Linked DNA regions of Sus scrofa: regions 1 and 3 are each linked to region 2. A link is a contact called in public Hi-C data. All regions are on one chromosome and are shown on one strand. The core of a region is the stretch at or near the end of the contact, and the rest is flanking DNA. Distances in the headings are between cores, read along the strand shown.

Region 1 (3,363 bases), core at 300-2,799, 93 kb after region 2:
TGCAGTGAGCTGCAGGTGTAGATTGCAGACACGGCTTAGATCCTATGTTGCTGTGACTGCGGTGTAGGCCGGCAGCTGTAGCTCTGATTCAAGCCCTAGTCTGGGGAACTTCCATATGCCGCAGGTGCAACTGTAGAAAAAAAAAAAAGGCAAAAAAAAAAAAAATCTTGAAGAAATGGGTGTGGTTTCTAACCACTTTTCAATCACATGGGTCCAGCTTATTAGAGGGAATGACTTTTTCTCCAGGCCTCTGGTTTCTGTGAGTGCTTCTCTCTAAATGTACTCCTGGCCTTTCCTACTTCTTCACTTGCTCTCCAGGAGATGAAGGACTTGGCTGATTGATACAATTTGGAAGAATAACTGGGGTTGTCTGGCTCAGCAATTCTCTTCTCCTCTCAGGGGTGAGTTTTTTCAGGGCATACACAGTGCACTCTGCCAGTGAGGATGGACTACATGCTGGCAGGCCAAGTCCTTCCCGTTCAGTTCTATTGACCTTTGACTTTTCAGCCTTTGCTCACAATTACCTTAAATGAACCTCAGCTTAGTTTCCTTTCACTATTAATTTTGTTTCGTTTTGTTTTTTTTTTTTTCTTTTTGTTGTTATTGTTGTTGTTGTTGTTGCTATTTCTTGGGCCACTCCCGCAGCATATGGAGGTTCCCAGGCTAGGGGTTGAATCGGAGCTGCAGCCACCAGCCTACGCCAGAGCCACAGCAACGTGGGATCCGAGCCGTGTCTGCAACCTACACCACAGCTCAGAGCAACGCCGGATCGCTAACCCACTGAGCAAGGGCAGGGACCGAACCCGCAACCTCATGGTTCCTAGTTGGATTCGTTAACCACTGCGTCACAACGGGAACTCCTCACTATTAATTTTGAATGAGTGGACTTTAAACAGAAAAGTCGTGTGTCTTTGTTAGTTTTCAGGTACAGGGAAAAAAGATTCACTTAACAGTAACAACAGGAAACCCTTAGGTTTCATTTGACAATATGCCAGGAGTTAGGTTCTCTCTAATGTCTAAATCTTAACTCACCAGTAGAGCATCACTGCTTCCCTGGTGACCTGACAGAATTCATGACCCTCCCAACATACTCAACCTTTACATAAGGTAGGAAAATTGGGCCTGAGTCAAGTGCACCCTCACGATATTGGGCTGTTCACACTGTCTATGAAACTAATGTCTAAGAGACATTACAATAACATCAAAGCATTCTTGCAAGGAAGCTAGATGTTTGTATTTCCTACATGGTAGGTTTGCTCATACTTGCTCTTTAAATTATAAAAAATGTCCTACTTTGCTCAGGGAATAGAAGGTCTAGGAAGGAAGACAGAAACCTTTCTAAAAACCCACTTTGTTCAGGGCACGAAACCAAACACTTTACACATTCTAATTCATTTAAACTCTGTAGTAAGCAAGAAGCTATGATTGGGGAAGTTAAAAGTTAGTTGTGCAAGGTCACTCAGTAAGTGCTGGCTCTAACATCAGAACCCAGACCTGGCTCTGAAGCCCATGCACACCCCTGCTCCCCATATTACATAACCTCCGGCAAGCCCTGTTACCTACTAGATCCAATGCAACAGTATCAGTGACATGGATCTGTTTTGCAGCCTAAGGACTCAACCCAGTCTTGTGCCAAAGTCCCAGGGCATTTTTTATTGGCTGTCGGTGGCAGATTGCAAACACATTTAATAGCCTTACTTCCTATCAAGAGATGGCGTCCGTATCCCTACCCTTTGACTCAGGGCTGACCACATGACTTTTGTTTTGACTATAACATGGCAGAAGCAACATTGTGAAAGTCCTCAGCCTTGGGCCTGAAGAAGTTCTTGCAGCTGTAACTTTTGGACTCTTGGAACCCTCTGCCAACAAGTGCACCTGAGGTAAGCCTGATGGTAGATGAGAGACCACGTGGAGCTGAGATGAGTCACCCCTGCTGATGGCTCCCAGGCATGGCATTGTCCTGGCTGTGGACCACAAATGCACAAATGATCCCAGCCAAGACCAGAAGAGCCACCCAGCTGAGCTAAGCCCAAATTGCTGACCCACAGAATTGTGAGCAGAGTGCTGGTTGATTTTAGCTATTAAGTTTGGGGATAATTTGTTATACAACAATAGCTAACCCTCTCCAACCCGGATTCAAAGATTTCTTGCAGTTAAAACCAAATGGGAGTTCCCTTCGTGGCTCAGCAGTTAGTGAACCCGACTAGCATCCATGAGGATGCGGGTTTGATCCCTGGCCTCGCTTGGTGGGTTAAGGATCTGGTGTTGCCGTGAGTTGTGGTGTAGGTTGCAGATGCAGCTTGGATCCAGATTTGCTATGGCTGCGGCACAGACCAGCAGTTATAGTTCCGATTGGACCCCTAGCCTGGGAACCTCCATATGCTGCAGGTGCGGCCCCCCAAAAACCAAAAAAAAAAAAACAAACCCCAAATGGGGATAAGCCCAAAGGCCACTGAGAAGTTTATTGACCACTGCTTATTCTACCTTCAAGTCCAGTGTCACTCAGCATTAGAGCTTCCTGCACCCAAATAATCTGGGTCTTCAAGCAGTGACCTAGTTCAGCCTTTCCCTCTCATGAGCCCCCTGTGGAAAGGACAATTTCTCACAAGTCTTTCCATCTTTTCACAGTACCCAGCACAAAGCCTTCCTTATACTGTACATTCTCAATATAATTTCTGAATTGAGAAGATATTTTAACCCTTAGGGAAGCCAGAACCTTCCAACCTTCCAGCACAGTGCAATGATAGCCATGGTAATAAATTCTGGCAGCTTTTACAAGTGATGGAAAAAAGTCTCGCATACTGGTAACTCCAGGGTTTATGAGATTCAGACCTTGAGTTTCAACTACATTGTTTTTAAAAACACTTTCTAAGTCTTAGGAGACAGTTCAGACCAAGTATAGAATCACCAATTTAAATATGTACAAAAGACTTTATGATCTGTACTTTTTGAGCATGACTAAGTTTTAGCAAAAAACTGGCATCAAGCCTCACATCTAACTGATGGGATAATGATGAATTCCTGCTATTTCTTGGTGCAAATTTAATTGGAACCATAATCCTGGAATACTCCAGCAAAGCTTCCAAGAGACTGTCACCTCTTGAACAAAACAGGCTTTATCTATAAAAAATCAGAGTTAACTTAGTAAAATTGAGTTAGTTCTTATGGTATTTTCTTCTTTATATCAAAACATTTTTATTAATATAAAGTCAACCTCAGTTTTTCACACAAACAAGTATTTCAAGCTTAAGAAAAGATACAACTCTATTTTAAATGCAACTCAGATTGATCCCACTACAATAATTACCATCAGCTAAAAAAGACTGAGGCACAAAGAAGCACAGTATCTTTCATAATGACCGT
Region 2 (3,735 bases), core at 524-3,023:
CACGTCTGCGACCTACACCACAGCTCAGGGCAACGCCGGATCGTTAACCCACTGAGCAAGGGCAGGGATCGAACCCGAAACCTCATGGTTCCTAGTCGGATTCGTTAACCACTGCACCACGACGGGAACTCCATTTTTTTTTATGCACATTAATGTTTGATGAGCATTGCCTCACAACATTCAAGAATTCTGATGACCAGGGATGAAGTCCTGAGATACATATTAAAGCTGTGGTTTGGGAGATCACCTAGGCTAAAGGAGAAAGTATCCATGAAGAGACTACGCTGAGGGTAAGCCAAGAAGCACTCCAGCATGTAATGGCTCAGGAGACAATGAGGCAGCCTAAGGAGACCTAGAAAGAGTCATTAGTGAGATTGAATTAAAACCAGGCATACTTGGCATCCTGGAAGCCAAGAAAGGAGCATGTTTCAAAGGAGAGTGTCTGTTTTGAATGCTGCTGAGATGCTGAGTAAGAGGAAGACAGAAGTTTGTATTGGGTTTTTGATCACCATTAGAAAAGCAATCTCAGTGTATTTGAAGATCGAATTACAAGGCAATAAAAACAAGTTATAGACAGCTCATTTAAGGAGGTTTTCTGTGGAAGAAATCTGGTGGGAGCTAGAGCTGCATGAGAGGAGAATTTTTTTTTTTTAAGACCTCACCTGCAGCAAATGGAAGCTTGAATCAGAGCTGCAGCTGAGGCCTACACTACAGCTACGGCAACACTGGATCTGAGCTGCATCTGTGAACTACGCTGCAGCTTGTGGCAACACTGGAGCCGTAACCCACTGAATGAGGCCAGGGATAGATCCCACATCCTCATGAATACTAGTCAGGTTCTTACCCTGCCGAGTTCCCACAACTGGCACTACAAAATTTTTTCTTTCTTCCTTTCCTTTTTTTCTTTTTCCATTTTTGGCCATCTCCGAGGCATATGGAGTTCCCAGACCAGGAATCAGATCCAACCTACAGTTGGAACCCACACTACAGCCAGCTGTAGCAATGCAGGGCTGGACATCAAACCCGCGTCCTGGAGCTGCAGAGATGCTGCCCAATCCTGTTGCGCCACAGTGGGAACTCGTTGCTTGTTTGTTTTTTAGATAAATTTATATGTTGATAGAAAAAATCAGTAGAGAAGGAGGAATTGATGATTCAAATTAGAAGGGGATCATTGAAGGAGTGAAATTCTTGAGGAAATGAGATGGGATCCAGACTACAACCAAGAGGAATTTGCTTTCCAAAGGAGCAATAATACTTCTATCGTTGTCACAGAAAGGGAAGCAGAAGGATGGCTTCTGTTTTCTAAAAGTAGGATACGTTAGAGAGTGATTTGGGAGAAGAACTGTAAAAGGTTTGAGATAAAGAGAAGAAAGAAGGTATGAAATACTTTGTGAGCTTATTAGAGAAGCATAACGATCTCTGGGCAGTGCAAGGGACACTTTTGAGGTTTGTGACCAGAATTTAAAGTGAAAATAATCAGTTAAATTGTATGATTTTCTTCAGCACATTAAGTAACGCTGAGATACCTGGTGGTGGAGCATAATCCTTTGGGATTCTCCAATTATTTCCTTTCATTCACGAGAAAATTTGGTGCTACATAATACCCGGAGCCTTGTTATGCTCGCTAATAGGATTTAATTTCCTGAAATACTCTCTCTTACAGGAAGTTTCCTCCTGGATCGGCCCTAAACGCCCTTAACAGTTGCAAGGCACACCTCCTGCCGCCAGAGGCCGCACTGGCGCTACTCGCGGCCGGAAGGGAGAGTGGCCCAAGCGCAGCCTCGGCGTTTCCGCCGTGAGTGCGCAGGGATCCGCGCGCTCTTTACGTCGATCCCCGGGAGTAAGCGTTTCCGGTCATTCATTCTCCCTGCGGGTCGGCCTCTGCGGTGGGGTTTTGTGTACTATCGGACCGAGAGGATGAAGCTCGTGAGGTGAGGAGGTGACCGAGCAGGGTGGGTACTATGAGGGGATGTCCTGGACCGGGAGCGGGGGGGTTGAGCTGCCCGAGATGCAGGAGGCGCGAAAGCCGCGTGCGCGCGCGGCCTGCTAACGGCCTTCGGCGCCCGCCGCTCCCGCCCCATCTTGGTCGCGTCGCCGCGGGCACTCGACCAGGCTTCAGACTGGGTCGCCCAGGGATCTGCGGGTCTTCCGAGAGGTTGAAGGCCGGGCGGTGTTTTCCCATCAGGTGTCTTAGAGGCCTTAAAAGTACAGAGCCAGGCTTACAAGCTCTTACTTTCGGTGAGTTACAGACTTCCGTTTCTGTTAGAACGTTTCTGGCTCGTCTCAGCACTCAGGAACCGGCAAATTTAACTAGGTCCACGCTTCCTGAGAACGTGGGAGACATAAAAATTGTACATCCTGCACAAGTAGTTTAAATTAATGCATATTTTTTAATGAAACTACCGTCACACTTAAAAGAGTACTTAGAAGCTGCAGGGGTTTATCTGGAGATAATGAAATCCAATTCCGAAGTATTTTAAATCAGGGATCAGGGATGGACTTCTGATTTCCTGAGGTTTTTTTTTTTTTTAATAGTGTTTTTTTTCCCTCTTGTTGTTATTCCCTAGCCTTAAGATTATTCAACTTACATTTCCCTTTAAAATAGCCCTTTGATTTAGGAAAAAACCTCTCAATATGGGGTAGAATCACTCTTCCGTACTTTTTGGCTGATTACACAGATAATCGAGATTTATTCTGTTTATTTCTGTATTTAAATTTGGTCGATTAGTTGAGCCTGCTGAAGACTCGTTTACTGGTTGAGCTAATTCATCACAAAAACTACCTGCAAATAGATTGAGTTCTGATGTTTCTCCTTGAGGCTGAGAGCCTGGAACATAGAAGCAGAGGCTTTTACAACTCAGCCGGCAGTTATAAACTAGCTTAACTAGTTTATTGTCTGTTGAGTCAAGAATTGTCAATGTCGACCAAATAGTTAAGCACATGGAGTTCTTGGACCAGGGAACACATCCTAGCTGCATTTGCAACCTACTCGGCAACTGCAGCAATGCTGGACTGTGCCGGTGGGGATTGAACTGGGGATCGAACCTGCATCCCAGTGCTCCAGAGACGCCAAGAATCCCAGTTGTGCTACAGCAGTAGCCCACCCCCCCCTTAAAGAGTCCTATGTTGTAGTAGCGTTCGTTTTGCAGAGAAGATAGACAAGAAGATAGTTTGAGATAACATAAAGAATCCTCATTGTCATATTCAGGCTGGTGTTTGTAGAGAAGGCATTTAAGATTGACTTTTTGTCTATTTTTTTCCCTTCCAGTTTTATTGAGATGTAACTGGCTTTCAGCATTGTGTAACTTTAAGGTATATAACATAATGATTTTTTTTGGCCGTGCCAAAGGCATGTGGAAGTTCCCAGGCCAGGTATCGAACCTGTGCCATAGCAGCAACCCAAGGCTGCAATGACAACACTGGATTCTTTCTTTATTGACCAGCTGCACCACGAGGGAACTCCCACAGCATAATGATTTGATTTACGTACATCATAAAGAGTGTAGTGAACATCCATCATCTCATGTAGATATAAAATTAAAGAAATAGACAAAAAAATTTTTTTTCTTCTGATGAGAACTCATGATTTACTCTCAACAACTTTAATATATAACATACAGCAGTATTGATTACATTTATCATATTGCATATTACATTTCTAGTTCTTACTTATAACTGAAAGACTTTGTCCATTTTATTTGAGGTATAACTTTGAAGGTAAACATCTCAGAACTT
Region 3 (3,632 bases), core at 1,122-3,621, 120 kb after region 2:
CACTGGGCTAGATCTCTTAAGATCTGTTTCCATTTTAAGGGCAAATAAAATTCAAAGTTATTATAACTAATCTCTAGTATTGAGAATAAAAGCCTACCTATATATTAGACGTCTTCATAAGTATAAACTCCTGGGTGAGATGAATACAATCATACTTATCAAAACCATTATCAATATGCTGAGTTTGATGTAAAATGTAAGGTTGCACTGTTAAGAATCTTGGTGTTTTTTGTTTGTTTGTTTGTTTTTTTTTGTCTTTTCTAGGGCCACACCCATGGCATATGGAGGTTCCCAGGCTAGGGGTCTAATTTGAGCTGTAGCTTCTGGCCTACGCCAGAGTCACAGCTGTGCGGGATCCGAGCTGTGTCTGTGACCTATACCATAGCTCTTGGCAATGCTGGATCCTTAACCCACTGATCGAGGCCAGGGATCGAACCTGCAACCTCATGGTTCCTAGCCGGATTTGTTAACCACTGGCTGAGCCACGATGTTAAGAATCTTAACATCTCAGCTGGCCTCTTCTTGAGTTAACTTTCTTTACAAGGTAAAGCACAGTATAACTTGCCCAGTGGCTATATATTTTTAAAAATATTTTTATCAACTTATTAATGCATGTGATCAATTTAATTGGTTAACAAGAAAAGAAAGAAGCCAGAAAAGATCCCAGAGAGAGAAGAAAGAGTTGGCAGAGCAGGAATAGCACATTTTATACTTCCAAGATGAAAACACTTTAAAATACACTAGATATTTGGCTGGACTTTTTTGGTTTTTTGGCTGCGCCTATGGCATGCATTAGTTCCTGGGCCAAGGAATGAACCTGCGCCACAGCAGCGACCAAGATCTTTAAACTTTAGGCCACCAGGGAACTCCCTGGCTGGCCTTTTTTTTTTTTTTTCCTTCAAGGGCTGCACTTGCGGCATATGGAAGTTCCTGGGCTAGAGGCTGAGTTGGAGGTGCAGCCGCAGGCCTATGTCACAGACACAGCAACACCAAATCTGAGCCACATCTGTGACCTATGCTGCAGCTTGCAGCAACACCAGATCCTTAACCCACTGAAAAAGACTAGGGATTGAACCCATATCTTCACAGACACTATTTGGGTTCTTAGCCTGCTGAGCCTCAATGGGAACTCCTGGCTGGCCTATTTGGAACAAACATGTTAACTGTTTAGTTTCCAAAATAAGCTCTATTTGGAGTCCCCGTGGTGGCACAGCAGAAACAAATCCAACTAGGAACCATGAGGTTTCGGGTTCGATCCCTGGCCTCGCTCAGTGGGTTAAGGATCCGGCATTGCCGTGAGCTGTGGTGTAGGTTGCAGACACGGCTCAGATCTGGCGTTGCTGTGGCCCTGGTGTAGGCTGGCGGTAACAGTTCTGATTAGACACCTAGTCTGGAAACCTCCATATGCCGCAGGTGTGGCCCTAAAAAGACAAACCCCCTCCCCCCCAAAAAACCCAAAATAAGCCCTGTTTCGCCATACTGGTATTTTCCTATTTTATTTAATATGAAAAATTAAGAACATTTAATTAATTTCACTATATAATAATTCATGGGTTCCATTTTACACACCTTTTCTTTCCAACTGAATATTTCCTTCTGCTGAATATTTGTATTCTTTGCTTAATTGACTCTCAGGAAAAACAACAGTATGCTAACAATGCATCCGTGCTGGGCTGTGAACCAGTGGTTTTAAATCCTACACAAAGTCATTTAAGTAATAGCGGCCAGAATCCGCTCTTACGGTACACTTATTTTCCTTTCAGGGTTGTATTTTGCTATGGGAGGGGGGTGGAATTATTTAATGGATGGGAGTTGTTATAATGGGCAAAGTGCTTGTAAATCTCTTTCCCAGGAGCTTGTGCTGTTTGGAGTCTACTTGCCATCCTGACTCTGCACAAAAGCAAGACACACATCATTCATCACCATTCTGCTCAGCTTAAAAACACATCCCTAATCACATACTGCGGTCTGAAATGCTTTCAATTTACACAAACAAAAATACAGATTGCCCATAATTTGTCCTATTCCCCGCCCCATTAAAAAAGAAGACTAAAAGAACATGTAATCCCAAATTTCCACCCAGCACACCCAGGTACACAAGAATTTGAGGAAAGCCTGACCTCACCAGAGGGACCCAGTTTCAGCAACCCGGGTCGCATCCGGATCCTCACTTCCTCCAGTCCCACCTCCACCGCGGCCTGAGGGAGTTCCTTGCCCCGCCCCTTCCCTTACAGCCAATGGGGTGCGCCGCACCACCGGTCCACGACTACTCCGGGGAGCCACCCCTCCATCGCCTCAAGCTGGGGTGGATGTCTACCCCCCCTTTTTTTCCAGGCCGCGCGCATGCGCACTCTCATAAAGCCGTGGCGAGACGCTTAGGGATCAATTTTCCTCTCCTTTCTCTCCCCAGTCGCGCGGATCTCCAAAGCGCTTCCATCCTACTGTTGCTGAGAAGTCCCCTCCTAATCTCTCAGAGAAGGTGCTGCTCGGTCCTTGGGTGCTCCAGTACCCGGATGTGGAGCCGCTCTCGCCGGGCAGGGACTCTGTGGAGGGGCGGAGCGCGGCGGCGTGCGCGGGGGCAGAGAGAAGGGGGCCCCTGGGCCCGGACGCTAGCCGGACGCCGGGAGGTACCATCACTGCCCACGGGGGAGGAGGCGGCGCCGGCGCTCGGGCGTCCACCCTGGAGCAAGGGCCTGGGGGAGAAAACAGGCCAGCAGTTAGGCTTGCTCTCCGCCGACCGCGCCGTCTCTCCCGGGCTAGCCTCCCCCGGCCCCCCGCGCTCCCTGCGCTCCCGGCCGGGGGAGAGCGTGGTTTCCTGGCGGCCGTCGCTGTAGCCCGGCCCGGGAGCCCGGAGGAAGCGGGGGAGTCCCCGCCCACGGCCCCCTCCCCTCTGCCCGCCTGCCGCCGCCGCCGCCGCCTCCGAGCCGCTGCAGTCGGGCCTCCAGTCCGAGCGGGGGGCGCGGCGGCGGCGGCAACGGCTGGGGAGCGGCTGTGGGCTTGGCGGTGACTGCACCGCCGCCCCCGTGAGTTATTCCCACGTTCCCCGGGGCTCGCTGCCGCCCCCGCCGGCGCCGAGAGTCCGGCCGGGGCCCAACTCCCTCACGGGCCCTCCGGCGGCAGCGGCGGCGGCGGCGGCGGAGCCCACCGCCGGGGCCCCGATGAGTAACTCCAGGAATAACCGGGTGATGGTGGAAGGGGTCGGCGCCCGAGTAGTGCGCGGCCCGGACTGGAAGTGGGGGAAGCAGGACGGCGGCGAGGGCCATGTGGGCACGGTCCGGAGCTTCGAGAGCCCCGAGGAGGTGGTGGTGGTGTGGGACAACGGCACCGCGGCCAACTACCGCTGCTCCGGGGCCTACGACCTGCGCATCCTGGACAGCGCGCCCACCGGTAAGCGGCGGCCACCTGGCCCCCGGCTTGCGCGCGTTGGGGAAAGGGGGAGGCCGGGGAGAAGTGCGTCGCGAGGCTTGAAAGAGGCCCGCTGTTGGAACGCCTCGCCCTCAGCGCCGGGCTGGAGCGGAAAGAGAATGAGTCGAAAGAATTTTAGGTTCTTTACCTGGTAAACAAAAACTTACAGAGAAGACCCCTCCCCCGCCCCAATTCCCTGCACTCAATTCGCAAGAGAAACGGTGGCA

What was found. Hi-C and Micro-C count contacts between places; a contact is called where the count stands out from the background.
Region 1: a contact with region 2 is called in a Hi-C map of liver, with 2.0 times the contacts expected there. The contact joins the enhancer-like site here to the promoter of SNRPD1 in region 2. A contact is called at or near these places in 1 of 5 promoter capture datasets (liver), 6 of 47 Hi-C or Micro-C datasets (embryonic fibroblasts, heart right ventricle, liver and 1 more) and 2 of 2 datasets of contacts at active chromatin or transcription factors (alveolar macrophages and skeletal muscle).
Region 3: a contact with region 2 is called in a Hi-C map of liver, with 4 times the contacts expected there. The contact joins the promoter of ABHD3 here to the promoter of SNRPD1 in region 2. A contact is called at or near these places in 2 of 5 promoter capture datasets (fetal liver and liver), 6 of 47 Hi-C or Micro-C datasets (fetal skeletal muscle, heart right ventricle, liver and 2 more) and 2 of 2 datasets of contacts at active chromatin or transcription factors (alveolar macrophages and skeletal muscle).

The regions. Positions count from the first base shown.
Region 1 is chr6:106,890,017-106,893,379 of Sscrofa11.1, forward strand. All of the region lies in intron 4 of ABHD3 (phospholipase ABHD3), which reads right to left. Among named protein-coding and RNA genes, the nearest start is that of ABHD3, 26 kb to the right of the region's middle. Within about 2 kb of position 1,550, at least 5 of the 83 cell types and tissues checked have an H3K27ac peak or open chromatin away from gene starts, as enhancers often do. A contact at or near this core is called in alveolar macrophages and liver, where this site is marked.
Region 2 is chr6:106,796,428-106,800,162 of Sscrofa11.1, forward strand. It overlaps SNRPD1 (small nuclear ribonucleoprotein Sm D1), which reads left to right and starts at 1,774. Exons shown (of 4, transcript XM_003127854.5): 1 at 1,774-1,931. The coding sequence starts at 1,918.
Region 3 is chr6:106,915,349-106,918,980 of Sscrofa11.1, forward strand. ABHD3 (phospholipase ABHD3) reads right to left here and starts at 2,372. Exons shown (of 10, transcript XM_021096170.1): 1 at 2,352-2,372. The coding sequence starts at 2,357. MIB1 (E3 ubiquitin-protein ligase MIB1) reads left to right here and starts at 2,647. Exons shown (of 21, transcript XM_003356369.4): 1 at 2,647-3,387. The coding sequence starts at 3,159.